Regions from separate parts of the Macaca mulatta genome. Here region 1 is linked to region 2. A link is a contact called in public Hi-C data. All regions are on one chromosome and are shown on one strand. The core of a region is the stretch at or near the end of the contact, and the rest is flanking DNA. Distances in the headings are between cores, read along the strand shown. Region 1 overlaps SLIT1 (slit guidance ligand 1). Region 2 overlaps SLIT1 (slit guidance ligand 1).

The links. Hi-C and Micro-C count contacts between places; a contact is called where the count stands out from the background.
Region 1: a contact with region 2 is called in a Hi-C map of fetal cortex germinal zone, with 1.5 times the contacts expected there. The contact joins two enhancer-like sites. A contact is called at or near these places in 2 of 14 Hi-C or Micro-C datasets (cortical neurons and fetal cortex germinal zone).

The regions. Positions count from the first base shown.
Region 1 is chr9:109,212,645-109,218,447 of T2T-MMU8v2.0, reverse strand. The region is part of intron 1 of SLIT1 (slit guidance ligand 1); the gene reads left to right. Among named protein-coding and RNA genes, the nearest start is that of SLIT1, 4.7 kb to the left of the region's middle. Within about 2 kb of position 4,172, at least 8 of the 40 cell types and tissues checked have an H3K27ac peak or open chromatin away from gene starts, as enhancers often do. A contact at or near this core is called in fetal cortex germinal zone, where this site is marked.
Region 2 is chr9:109,103,345-109,109,146 of T2T-MMU8v2.0, reverse strand. All of the region lies in intron 4 of SLIT1 (slit guidance ligand 1), which reads left to right. Among named protein-coding and RNA genes, the nearest start is that of SLIT1, 110 kb to the left of the region's middle. Within about 2 kb of position 4,391, at least 2 of the 40 cell types and tissues checked have an H3K27ac peak or open chromatin away from gene starts, as enhancers often do. A contact at or near this core is called in fetal cortex germinal zone, where this site is marked.

The DNA.
Region 1 (5,803 bases), core at 2,923-5,422, 110 kb before region 2:
GGTGTGTGTGTGTGTGTGTGTTGCATGTATGTGTGTGTGTGTGTGTGAATGCTTGTGTGTTACAGGGCTGGGGAGAGGTGGTACCAAACTGAGTTTCCCATGGGCAGTGTGTGCATTATCCTGTGTGGACCCGGAGAGGAACTGAGGGTCAGAAATCTGTCCAGAGGACCTCTGCGGTGGCCTGGTCACCCTCCATGCCTGTCCCCTCTGTACCTGCTCCCTGCTTCCCTTGCCTTGTCCACCGGAATTTCTCCTGAAGCTGCTATCCTGGTTGCAGCCTAGATCTAAGACACATTAGCTCCTCTTCTTTGCTTTTGAATCTTGAGTCTTAAAGTCATCTCCTCCATCCTTACTCACCACCTTTAGTGTTTAAGACTACCATGAACTCTTTAGCTCTTTTGTGATCAGAGTGAGATGAAAGTGAAATTTCCTAGTACAGAGGAAAGAGGTGGCATTCTGGGAACTATACTACCTGGGTCCTCCAGCTCTGTCACCTATGAGCTGTGTGACCTTGGGCAAGTTACTTAACTTCTCTGAACCTTAGTTGCTTTCCATCAGGAAAATGGGGCTGAGGCGACATAAGGTATCTGGTTCTTGTGAGGATGGAAGATCATGTATGGGAAGTGCCTGGTACCTTCTGATGCTCACTAAGTGAGAGCCATTATTACGATAGGATAGGGAGGGGAATCTCATTATTTTAATTCAGCAAATGTTTCTGAGCCAGGAACTGCCCTGGGTGCTGAGGCGTCAGCAGGGAGTGAGCCCATCCCTGTCCTCAAGGGGCACATGGTCTAGAGAACTGGGCAGAGGACCTCTAATGGTAAGCTCTCAGAAGAGGGCCCGGCAGCCTCAGGGAACAGGCTGTGGGAACACTGGGGTGAGAAGCCCTTTTCCAGAGTGAAGGGGTTTCTCAGAGGATGGGCCACTTTATCAAGGTTGGTTTGGATTTTGCCAAGCACAGAGGGCAGGCAATCTAGGCAGAGGGAATAGCTGGGCTCCAGGCCCAGCACATTCTGCTGCTTTTCAGGTCATGGGGTCTGCTTTCTTGCAGACCTCTTTTTTCCCCCCTTTTTTTGTAGAGATGAGGATCTAGCTATGTTGCCCAGGCTGGTCTCAAACTTCTGGGCTCAAGCAATCCTCCTGCCTCCGCCTCCCAAAGTGCTGGGATTACAGGTATGAGCATAAGCAAAAAGCCTGCAGGTGTGAGCATGAGCCAAAAGCCTGCAGGTGTGAGTATGAGCCAAAAGCCTGCAGCTGTTGAGTATGAGCCAAAAGCCTGCAGGTGTGAGCGTGCCTGGCCCGATATGGGAAGATGGACCAGCTTGTCCCTGGGGCTGAAACATGCTGTGGCCAGTGGCCAGTGAGTGGAGTGGGACTTGAGGCTGGAAAGAGATGTTGGGAAGGGTCAGGAAACCTTTCTATATGTGAACTTTTCCTCTGGAATTACTAGTTGGAATCCAGGGGTGAGTTATCCTGGGGAAGTGGAGCAGGTCTGATCTCTGCCATGTGGGCAAAGCTTCCTGGACTGGGAAAGTGCAGGGAGCCCGCCTGTTCTCCAGGCAGCCCGTGAAAGAGCTGCTCGAAGAGGAAAAGAACATCTTGAAAGAGGCCTTGGTAAGAGCCCAGGCAGACTCAAAATAACTGTGGCAAATGCTCTCTCTAATCAATATGAGTGTTGTGCAGTATCAGAGCCTGAAACAGCGGCTTCTTCTGAGGCTGTGAAATTTTTATGGACTGCAGCTGTGCATTTGCCTTTTGTCCTTTGGGCAGTTTCTGCAGCAGCCTGTGAGGCCTGGCAACTTTATGATCATATATTCTATAACTCTGGGTCCAGGCGTGTCCCCCGAAATGGAAAGAAATTGTTATTGGTTTGCTGTGGGGACTTTGGGGAAGAGGTTGGGTAGGCCCCAGAGCTGCTGAGGAAATTGGTTCAGCCAGAGGGGCTGTGGGGCTGGTCAGCTGGGCAGCAAAGGGATGCTAAATAATTCACTGTAATGAACAATTAAAATACAGAGCCAGGGCTGGGAGAGGGGGCGGAGGAGGCCCAGGAAGCTTTCTCTCTTTGTATTGCCCAGGCGCAGAGGGACCCAGCCATGGTCACCATTAAGTTATTTTTTTTTCTTCCACAACGACCTTGACTTTCAGTTGGACTTGATTTTTAATTACAAAAATCTTTTAACTAGAGTGTCCAGGAGAGTGTGAGAGTGCAGTATGCGTGGACATCGCTGGTGCCCCCAGCCCTCGGCACACTGGGTATTTGAGGCTTGCGGAAGATTCCCCGTGTGGGTGCAGAGAGGGGAAGTTGCCTGAGGATGGAGGGAGTCAGCCAGGGCCTTTGGGAAGGCCTACTGTTCTCTCTTTGCCTCCAGGCCCAGCACATTCTGCTGCTTGTCAGGTTTTTTTTTCCCTTTTTTTGTAGAGATGGGGATCTAGCTATGTTGCCCAGGCTGGTCTCAAACTTCTGGCTCAAGCAATCCTCCTGCCTCAGTCTCCCAAAGTGCTGGGGTTACAGGCATGAGCCACTGTGCCCAGCCTTGCCGTCCTCCTTATGTGCCCTTCCCTCCTTGCCAGTTCACCCACCCTGCCCTATCTCCATGCCTGCTGTAGAGGCCTGGGAGGCCCTCTCTAGACTCAGCTCCCTGAGCTCGAGGTCTCATTTAACAGGGCTGAGTGGTCACACATAAGGGAGGCTGCCCAGGGCACCTGAGGCTGATCCTCTGGGGAGCCTGTTTGAAATTCCAAATAATAATTGTATGGTGACCTTGGTAAATGAGGTCAGGGGCCACTGCAGCCACATCTGCCATCAGGGCCTGGTTGGATCTGAGCAGGCCACCAGGGTCTCCTGTAGCAGAGACCTGAGCTGTGCAGGGGAGGTTCCTCCTGGCAGGGCAAGAGTCCCCTGCTTGCTTAGGCTTTGGTGTGGCTGCCAGCACACTGGCTTATTGCTGGGCTCTGAATGACTGGTGTTAGGACCCCCATTCTGTGCCTCTCCCTGCTCTGAGACCCAGTTTCCCCATCTGTAAAAGGGGATGACGACAGCTGTGCAGGTTGATAGTGAGCAGTGAGTGAGGCAACGTGCCACACTTGGCACATGGCTGGTGTTCGCCCTTGCCTCGGCCTCTGGGGCTGATGACACCTACTACCTCGAAGGGCCTTTGCACTCACTCATGCTATGGTTGTGAAAATGCTTTGTGATTCAATCGTTAGGATATTATTGTTATTTGGAAAGCTCAAGCTAGAGGCTCAAGGGTTTGGGTGGGGCAGAAGAGAGCTCGGGAGGTAAGGATTTGAGCGCTGGCTGTCTTGCAGTCTGTCTGCTTAGAGCGCAGTCTGTCTATTTAGAACACTCATTTACCTTTCCTGGGCATCTCTGGCCCTTTCCCTGGGGATTTGGAGACAGAGTGGGGACCGTATGCAGGGCGGGTGGTCCTGATGGCAGGGCTGTGAAGCCAGACTGCCTAGGTTTTTAACCCCACTCTGCCACTCAGCAGCTGGGAAGGCCTTGGGCAAGTGATGGGGTTTAATTCCCTCATTCAACAGATAGCTATCTATTGAACGTCTGCATTGTGCCGGGTGAATAGTGCCGGACAGAAACAGAAACCCCAGTTTTAGTCCAGCAGGGGAGATAGAGATGAATGACATAATATAAGAATAAGCACATAACTGCAAGCTGGGATAAGTGGTCTGGAGGAAAGGGCGACTTCTCAGAACCCCATTTCCTTGCCCATAAAGTGGGGATGATGATAGGGCCTGCTTCAAAGGGTGGTCATGAGGATTAAATGCGGTAATGCTCACAGAGGCGCTTCGCACAGGGCCTGGCAGACAGCGAGTGCCCAATAAATGGTAGTATTATTATTGTTATTAAGGTGACAGAGAATTGCAGGGATGTGAAGGAAATTTGGGCGTCATGCTGGATCCCAGGGTGGCCCTCCTCTTCCTCATCAGGCAGCCGATGGGAACCCTGGGGCACAAGCGGGGGTGCTGATGTTCCTCGGTGCCCCTTCTTGTGCGGGGCGGGCGGGCTGTCAGTGGCCCAGGCTGCCCGAGGCTGCCAGCAGGGGCGGCCGTGCTCTTTTGGGGCTGGGCCGCTCCTGCATTATTGGGAGCAGACGGGTGCTTGGCGGAGTTGCCGCCTCCAGTTCTGTGCCGGCATTAGCAGCTCGGCGGGGCTCTTGCTTAATGGGATTTTCTTCCGAAATGCTGTAATTATCGCCATACAAATACTTATTACCCAGAGCAGATGACGGCCGGGCCTTGGGCAGTAGCCAGGGAGCTGGGCTGTGCTGGGGGGCGGGGAGGGTGTGGAGAATTGGCTCCTCTTTTTGACGGAGCTCATGACCCCCTCCTCTCCTTTCTGAAACCCAGCCTGTGGCGGACAGACAGCTGTTGGGCACCTGCAGGGTGCATAGAGTCATTGAGAGAGGCCTGAGGAGCTTTCAGCCTGGTGAGGGAGAAAGAACAAATGTGTAAGGATGTCCGTAGAGACGAGGAGCACAGTGGCTACCAGCCCAGGCTTCAGTACGAGAATGGCCCAGTTTGAATCCTGGCTTCATCACCTATCAAGAGATCTTAGACAACTCACTAGCGGCTCAGCTTACTCATCTGTAAAATGGGACCAGTGGCAGCATTTACCTCATAGGGCTGTGTAGTTCAGATGAGATGATTTTTTTTGAGACGGGGTCTCACTATATTCCCCAGGCTGGTCTCAAATTCCTGGGCTCAAGCGATCCTCCCACTCAGCCTCCCGAGTAGCTGGAACTACAGGCATGCATCACCTTGCCCAGCTAATTTCTTAGTTTTGATAACTGTCCATGGTTATGAAAGAGGTTAATGCTAGGGAAAGCTGGCTGAAGGCAGCAAGAATAAAGATTAATAATTAGAATAGAGCAATGCCTGGCACATAGTCAGTGCCCCATCAGTGTGGAGATGAGTCTGATGAGAGTCGCTCGATGGGAAGGAGGGATTGGATTGTTGCTGTGTTGTGGAGGTAGGGTTTGAACCAGGCCTTGAAGACTGGGCAAGACTTAGGTTAAGTAGCAAGGGGAAGTGAGGGTAAGGGAGTTTGGGAGCATTCAGAAGGTATGTGGCACGTATTTGGGAAGGAGAGTGAGAAGCAGACCCCCCTGAGGGGCAAAGATTTGTGTTGGTGAGTTCTGGGAGAGGAGATTAAAGAAATGGGTGGGCACCTAGGCCATGGGGCAGGGAAATGGGGGTCCCCAGAGGGGGTGTGCAAAACTTTTTATTAAATTTTAAAAAACAAATAAATGATTTTTAATAAACTTATGGTCTTGTGCAAACATCACAATCCAATTTGCTTTATCATAATCACACACACACACACACACACACTTTCTCTCTCCTCTATCACACACACTAATAGGTAATTTTTTTTCTGAACTATTTAATAATAGCTTGGAGACATTGTAACTTTTTTCCTTTAAATACTTGGTGGGTGTTTTCTAAGAACAATAAGGCTATCAACATCAGAAAATTAAACATCGGTGCAAAACTATACTCCAGAATTCACACTCAGTTTTTATCAATTGCCCGGATAATGTCTTTCATGGCTGTTTTTTCCCAGGTCCACAATCCTGCCAGAATCACACATGGCATTTAATGGTCATGGTCTTTAGTCTCCCTTAATTTGGAAGAGTTCCTCAGCCTTTCTTTGTTTTTCTTGACTTTGACATTATTGATATATGCAGGCCGGTTATTTTGCAGAATGCTCCTCAGTTTGACTTCATTTGATCTTTCCTCACGGTTACATTTGGGTTACGCATTTTTGCTGGGAACGCCAAATAAT
Region 2 (5,802 bases), core at 3,142-5,641:
TCACCTGTTTTCCTCTGGCCTCTCCTGGGGCCCCAAATTCACTTTCCTGTCTTCATTTAAAGAGTGTGGGCTGCTTCCGGCTGTAGGCTGGCTGGCCAGGGTGGGGCAGTTCCACACCCAGCTTTGGGCCATCCCTCATCTCTTGACTGGCCCTTGGCTTCACCTGCCGCCTGCCTGCCTGGGGGTTGTGTCTTTCCTCTTTAAGCTTTGGTGCCCCACAGCAAAGCCTGAAAGATGGTCAGGGCCTGGCGCGGTGCCTGTGCCTGTAGTCCCAGTTACTTGGGAGGCTGAGGTGGAAGGATCACTTGAGCCCAGGAGTTTCAGACCAGCCTGGACAACACAGTGAGGCCCTGTCTCTACAAAAAGATTTTTAAAAATTTAGCCAGGCATGGTAGCATGCGCCTGTAGTTCCAGCTACTCAGGAAACTGACAGAGGAGGATCGCTGAGCCCAGGATTTCAACAGTGCAGTGAGCTGTGATTGAGTGACTGCACTCCAGCCTGAGTGACAGAGTGAGATGCTGTCTCTAAATAAATAAATAAAATAATTAAAAAGATGGTCGGATCACAGCCCTCTCTAGTCTATCCCGTCACTCTCCTTGGCCTGTATGAGGCTTCTCCCAGCTGACACTTCCTTCTCAGAGCCTCTGCTCCTCCCCAGTCATACCAGGCTCTCTCATGCCCCAGCGTCTTTGCATAGACTGGGCCTGCCTGGAGTGTGCCTCTGCCTTCTGCCTCTTCCCTACTTAGTTCCTGGTGTGAGTCCTTATAGAACTGCTTTTGCTGAATCCTACTTTGATGCTATTATAAGAAACAGACACTCAAACCCCATTTATTATAAGGATCTAGTGTTATTGATTAGGCTATACTGTCATTTTTAATAAAGACCCCTGGGAAAATTCTTGCCTCATCTGAGTGCCAAACCAGCTGTACTCCTGAGAAGCTGATCCTTTTAGACTTATACGTGTCCCGTGGGTGCTGTGAACTGACTGGCTCTCCTTTCACGTTGGCTCTCAGTGATAAAGCTCAGAGCCCCGATCGGCCGTGCCTGGCGTGTGGTCACATGGTGCATGCATTCTTAGTACCCACCATTGATTCCTCCTCTTCTCTGTGCCTCATTTTTCACTCTTGCTCTCTTGCTGTTTTGAAAATCCCTATAAGCCATTTTAAAGCCTTTCTAGAACAAGGTTGGGTCTAAATCGATAAGCAAATCAATACGAATAAAAAAACCTTCCTTGCAGGGTTGTGGTGAGGATTAAATGGAATAATGAATGAATGTGAGTGCCGGCCCAGCATTCCTTCCCAGGCTTGGCCAAAGGGTGAGTGGTCGGCTGGGCTGAGATAAGGGTCCCACTGGAGGTCCCGCCTTCCTGACTCTGTGGACATCCTCAGGCCACCACTCCTCCCTGCCCCCATCTGGCTCGTAATGCTGGTACTCTCATCTCCCTGAGTCTCTGTGGGTCAGCAAAGGCGGGAGGCTGTGTCTGTCTTCTCCCCAGACCCCCTCTTTCAGTAGGCATATGGCCAGCAACTCTCCTCACCTCCTTTCTGGGACCCCAAATCCCCTAAAGAAGCAACCACCTCACTTGATGTGTGTCTTAGTCTGTTCCAGCTGCTATAACCAAATATCGTATTGGGAGGCTGGGTTGGGTGAATCACTTGAGGCCAGGAGGTTGAGACCAGCCTGAGCGACAAAGTGAGACCCTGTCTCCACCTGTAGAGCAGCTGTAGTCCCAGCGCATCTGTAGTCCCAGCTACTCAGAAGGCTGAGGTGGGGAGGATCGCTTGAGCCCAGGAGTTCAAGGTGACAGTGAGCTCTGATTGTGCCACTGCAGTCTGGCCTGGGTGACAGCAAGACCTTGTCTCTAAAAAAAAAAACAAAAACAAACTGCCATAGACTGAGTGTCTTATAAACAACAGAAATTTATTTCTCCAGTTCTAGAGGTGGGAAGTCCAAGATCAACGTAGTGGCAGATTTGGTGTGTGGTGAAGGCTGCTTCCTGCTTCATAGATGGTGCCTTCTAGCTGTGTCCTCACATGGAGGAAGGGGCAAGGCAGCTCTCTGGGGTCTCTTTCATAAGGGCACTAATCCTGTTAGACGGATGGAGCTTGCATGACCTATCACCTCCCAAAGTCCTCACCTCCTAATACCATCATATTGGGGATTAGGTTTCAACCTATGCCTTTTTTGGGAGGAAACGATCATTCAGACCATAGCAATGTGTCTGGCAGGCATGTGGGTGGGTCTGCACTGGTGAAGAGCTTAGCAATCTTCTGGTCCAGCCTATGAATTGGACAAATGAGGAAACTGAGGCCCCCAAAAAGCAGAAGTGATGTAGCCAAGTCTCTAACACGATTTCAGCTCATTAACTTTGATCCTAAGCACACCCCTCCCTTCCTTAGGGTCATGCCCCAAAGCACCACTGGATGAGTCATCGACTGTTGCGTAACCAATGACTTCAAAATACCGTGACTTTTAAGAACAAACAATAAACATCTCACAGTCTCTGTAGGTGGCTGGGTGGTTCTGGCTTGGGGTTTGTCATGAGATTGCATCACAATGTTGGGGGGTTGTGTCATCTGAAGGCTTAGCTGGGGCTGGAGAATGCTTTTCCATGATGGCTGGCTCACAGGGCTGGCAAACCTGTGCCTGCTGTTGGCAGGAGGCCTCGGTTCCTCTCCATGTGGGCCTCCCCAGAGAGCTGCTGGAGTGTCCTGTGACCTGGCTGGGTTTTCCCAGAGAACAAGAAGGGAGCTACAGTGTCTTTTATGATCTAGTGTCGGAGGTTATCGATTACCACTTCCATCATATGTGGTTCTTCAGAAGTGAGTTACTGAGTCCTGCCCACATTCAAGAGGAGGAGAATGAGCCTCCGTCTTTTGAAGGGAGGAATGTCAAAGAATTTGTGGATGCCTTTTAACCACCACGACCTCCCACTTACACACAACAGTCATACCAAACCGCATGAGATTCCCCCAGCCTGCCTCATTCCTTCCCGTCTCTGGGCTTCTGTACATGCTGTTACCACTGCTTGGAATGCCCTTTCCTCATTTTTCATTTCTGTCTGGGATGCATCAACTCTGTAAGATCCAGTCAGAGATCACCTCTCCTCCCTCCGGCGGACTTGCTCACTCACTTCTCTGCACTCTCCCGTCTCTTTGGCAGTACTGCTCCTCCAGCCGTTGTTGAAAGCTGGCATGTACACCCCATGAAAGCAAGTCTTTGGGGGTCCCCAGCAGACCATCAGCTCTCAGTACACATTTCTGGAGTGAAGGATTGAAGGTCCACTCACTGGTTTCCCATCTGTGCCCTCTTCTGGGCGTGAGTGCTCTAGGGTAGACCACGCACGTGTGGTTAGCTCTGCATCTGCAAGCCCAGCCTGTCACTGGTGCCTGCAGGCACTCCATCAAGGTGGGTTTGGTTTCATGTTGGGCTCCTATGTCAGCCCAGGCTCCTGGTTACTGAGGAACTCGCGTGACCATGAACTCCAGTGTGGGCAGTCTGTTGTTTCCTGTGTGGCCTGCACAGCCCTGCTCTAAATCCAGTAATTTCCCTGCCAGCCCACTCTGCTCAGTGGCAGCACCCCACTTAGGAAGATGGAGAGAACAAGCCCACAAGTCTACAGACCAGGAGAACCATCAAGCCATTAGGGCAGGCACCACCAGGGTAGCAATTTCTTGTATGAAGCAGAGACACTAAGAAGAGGATGCGGCAGCCAAGGAGCTCTCTAGGCAAGGAAGAGATGATAACAAGGATTAGGCAGGCAAAGACTGAAATGTGTCTCTCAAGACACATGGGGCTGGGGGAGTTGCTGCATAAAGACAGGCAGCAGGGAGCAGGCCACTGGGGACCCTCTGGGGAGCAGCTTCTAAATGGGTGGAATTTGGGGAATGTCTCCAGGAATACTGACAGACTACACAGGGGAGCTGGAGATATGGCACAAGTAACCAAGATCGAAGACCAAAGATGCCATGTGGAGAGCAGGAAGGGAAGATGGGGCCAGGCAAGTGCGGGAGGAGGAAGCTTCCCCTGCAGGAAGGGGAGATGCCTCAGGGATGGCAGGTGGGATGGCTCGGGAGGAGGGACAGCTGTGTCTATGCTGCAGGCTTGAATCATCTCCCTTCCAGGAGAGAGAGCAAGAACGAGGGGCGCTGATGGTGCCAAGGCCCCTTCAGACACAGCTACTTGGCTGCTTTTCTGAAGGCTGTAGGGGGACAGGACAGGAGGGGCTGGGTTTGAGGGAGGGAGTGCACAGATGTTGGTGCCCACTTTGTGGGGACTGGCAGGCAATTGTTTTGCCAGGCTTTCATTTTTCCCATTTTGTACATGAGGAAACTGGGCTCGGGAGGGAAAGGGTGCCTTGCAGATGCACAGCCAGGAAGGGGAGGGCCAGGACTCAAACCCCAGGCTCCTCCCTCCAGCTGCAAGTCCCCAGCCCAGAGAAGGGGAGGTAGCTGGGGACCGAGCTCCCTCCAGGACAGGGTGCCTCTCCAGTTCCATCATTCATCCATCCATCCATTCATTCATTCATTCATTCAACGAATGCTTGCCAAGTGGCTGATGTGGGCCAGGCACTGTCCTAGGTGCTGGGATGCAGCAGCAGCCGGTCCAGTGCCCTCTAGCTCAGCTGCCCGCTACCTTTCTGACTCAGGGCTCTGTGCACACCGCTAGGTTTCTCAACAGGGAAACCCAGACAGGGCAGCGGTGGCCTTGACAGTTCAAGGGGCAGTGTGCGGCGGGGTAGGGGGCTGTGGACTGCGTTCTCGGACCCTGTGTGGTGGGGGCTGAAAGGAAGGGCACTGTCAAAACCCACAGGCCTGGCCCAGGAGGAGGAGGTGGGGCTGTGGAATGGCCCGGCACTGGGGCCTACATCAGGACGGTCCGCCTCTGGTTGTTCACCTTCAGGACCCGGGTGTGTCCGGGGCAAGGCTCTGGGGCAGGGAGCCTGGGTCCAACCCAGGTCAGTTATTTCACATCTTGGAGCTCAGTTTCCTCCTCTGCGAAATGGGCGCAATGGCAGTTCCTACCCCCAGGGCTGCTGTACAAGCTGGGGCTCTGGGACCTGAATGCCTGGGTTGAAATTCTGGAGCCACCACCCACCAGCTGGATTACCTTGAAGAAGTTGCTTAGCTTCTCTGAGCCTCGCTTTTCTCCTTTGTATAATGGGGATGGTGATCGTATCCACGCCATGCTCCTGGGAAGTACTCAGGGCAGTGCCGGCCTGGGGGGAGTGTGGCTGTGAGTAGGAAAAGCTGACCTGGAAAGGGGCGTTTGCACACGTCTGTGGATGCCAGGGAGGCTGCTGAGAGGGAAGAGAGGCAGGTGGACAGGTGTCAGAGGCCCGGTCCTGCCAGGGAGTGGAGGAAGGGCCCCAAAGCCGGCCTGGCAGTCACTGAGGCTGAGGATTTGCAGTCCCAACAGCGTCCCCTCCCTCACATCAGGGCATTCATGGGGAGTTGTGAAGTCCTCAGTGATCCCAGCCCCACTGCGTTCTCCTGACTCCCTGTGACCCAGGCTCTCGGAGGTGCCCTGCTGCCTGCAGTCCCCAAGAGCACCGGGTTTGGAGTCAGGCCCTGCCTGGAGTTAAAGACCTGACTGGGCCACTGGCTGGCTGGGTCGTGGAGCCAATTTTGTCCTTACTGAGTCAGCTTGCTTAGCATAAGATACAGAGCGTAAGCCCCAGGCACAGCCGCCACAGATGGCCCAGGGTGCCGTCCCTCCCAGCCTGGTGCCAGATAGTGGTCATCAATCCCCCTCCAGAAGCACTTCTGTTGTGTGCCCCTTTGCAGCCCTGCACGATGCT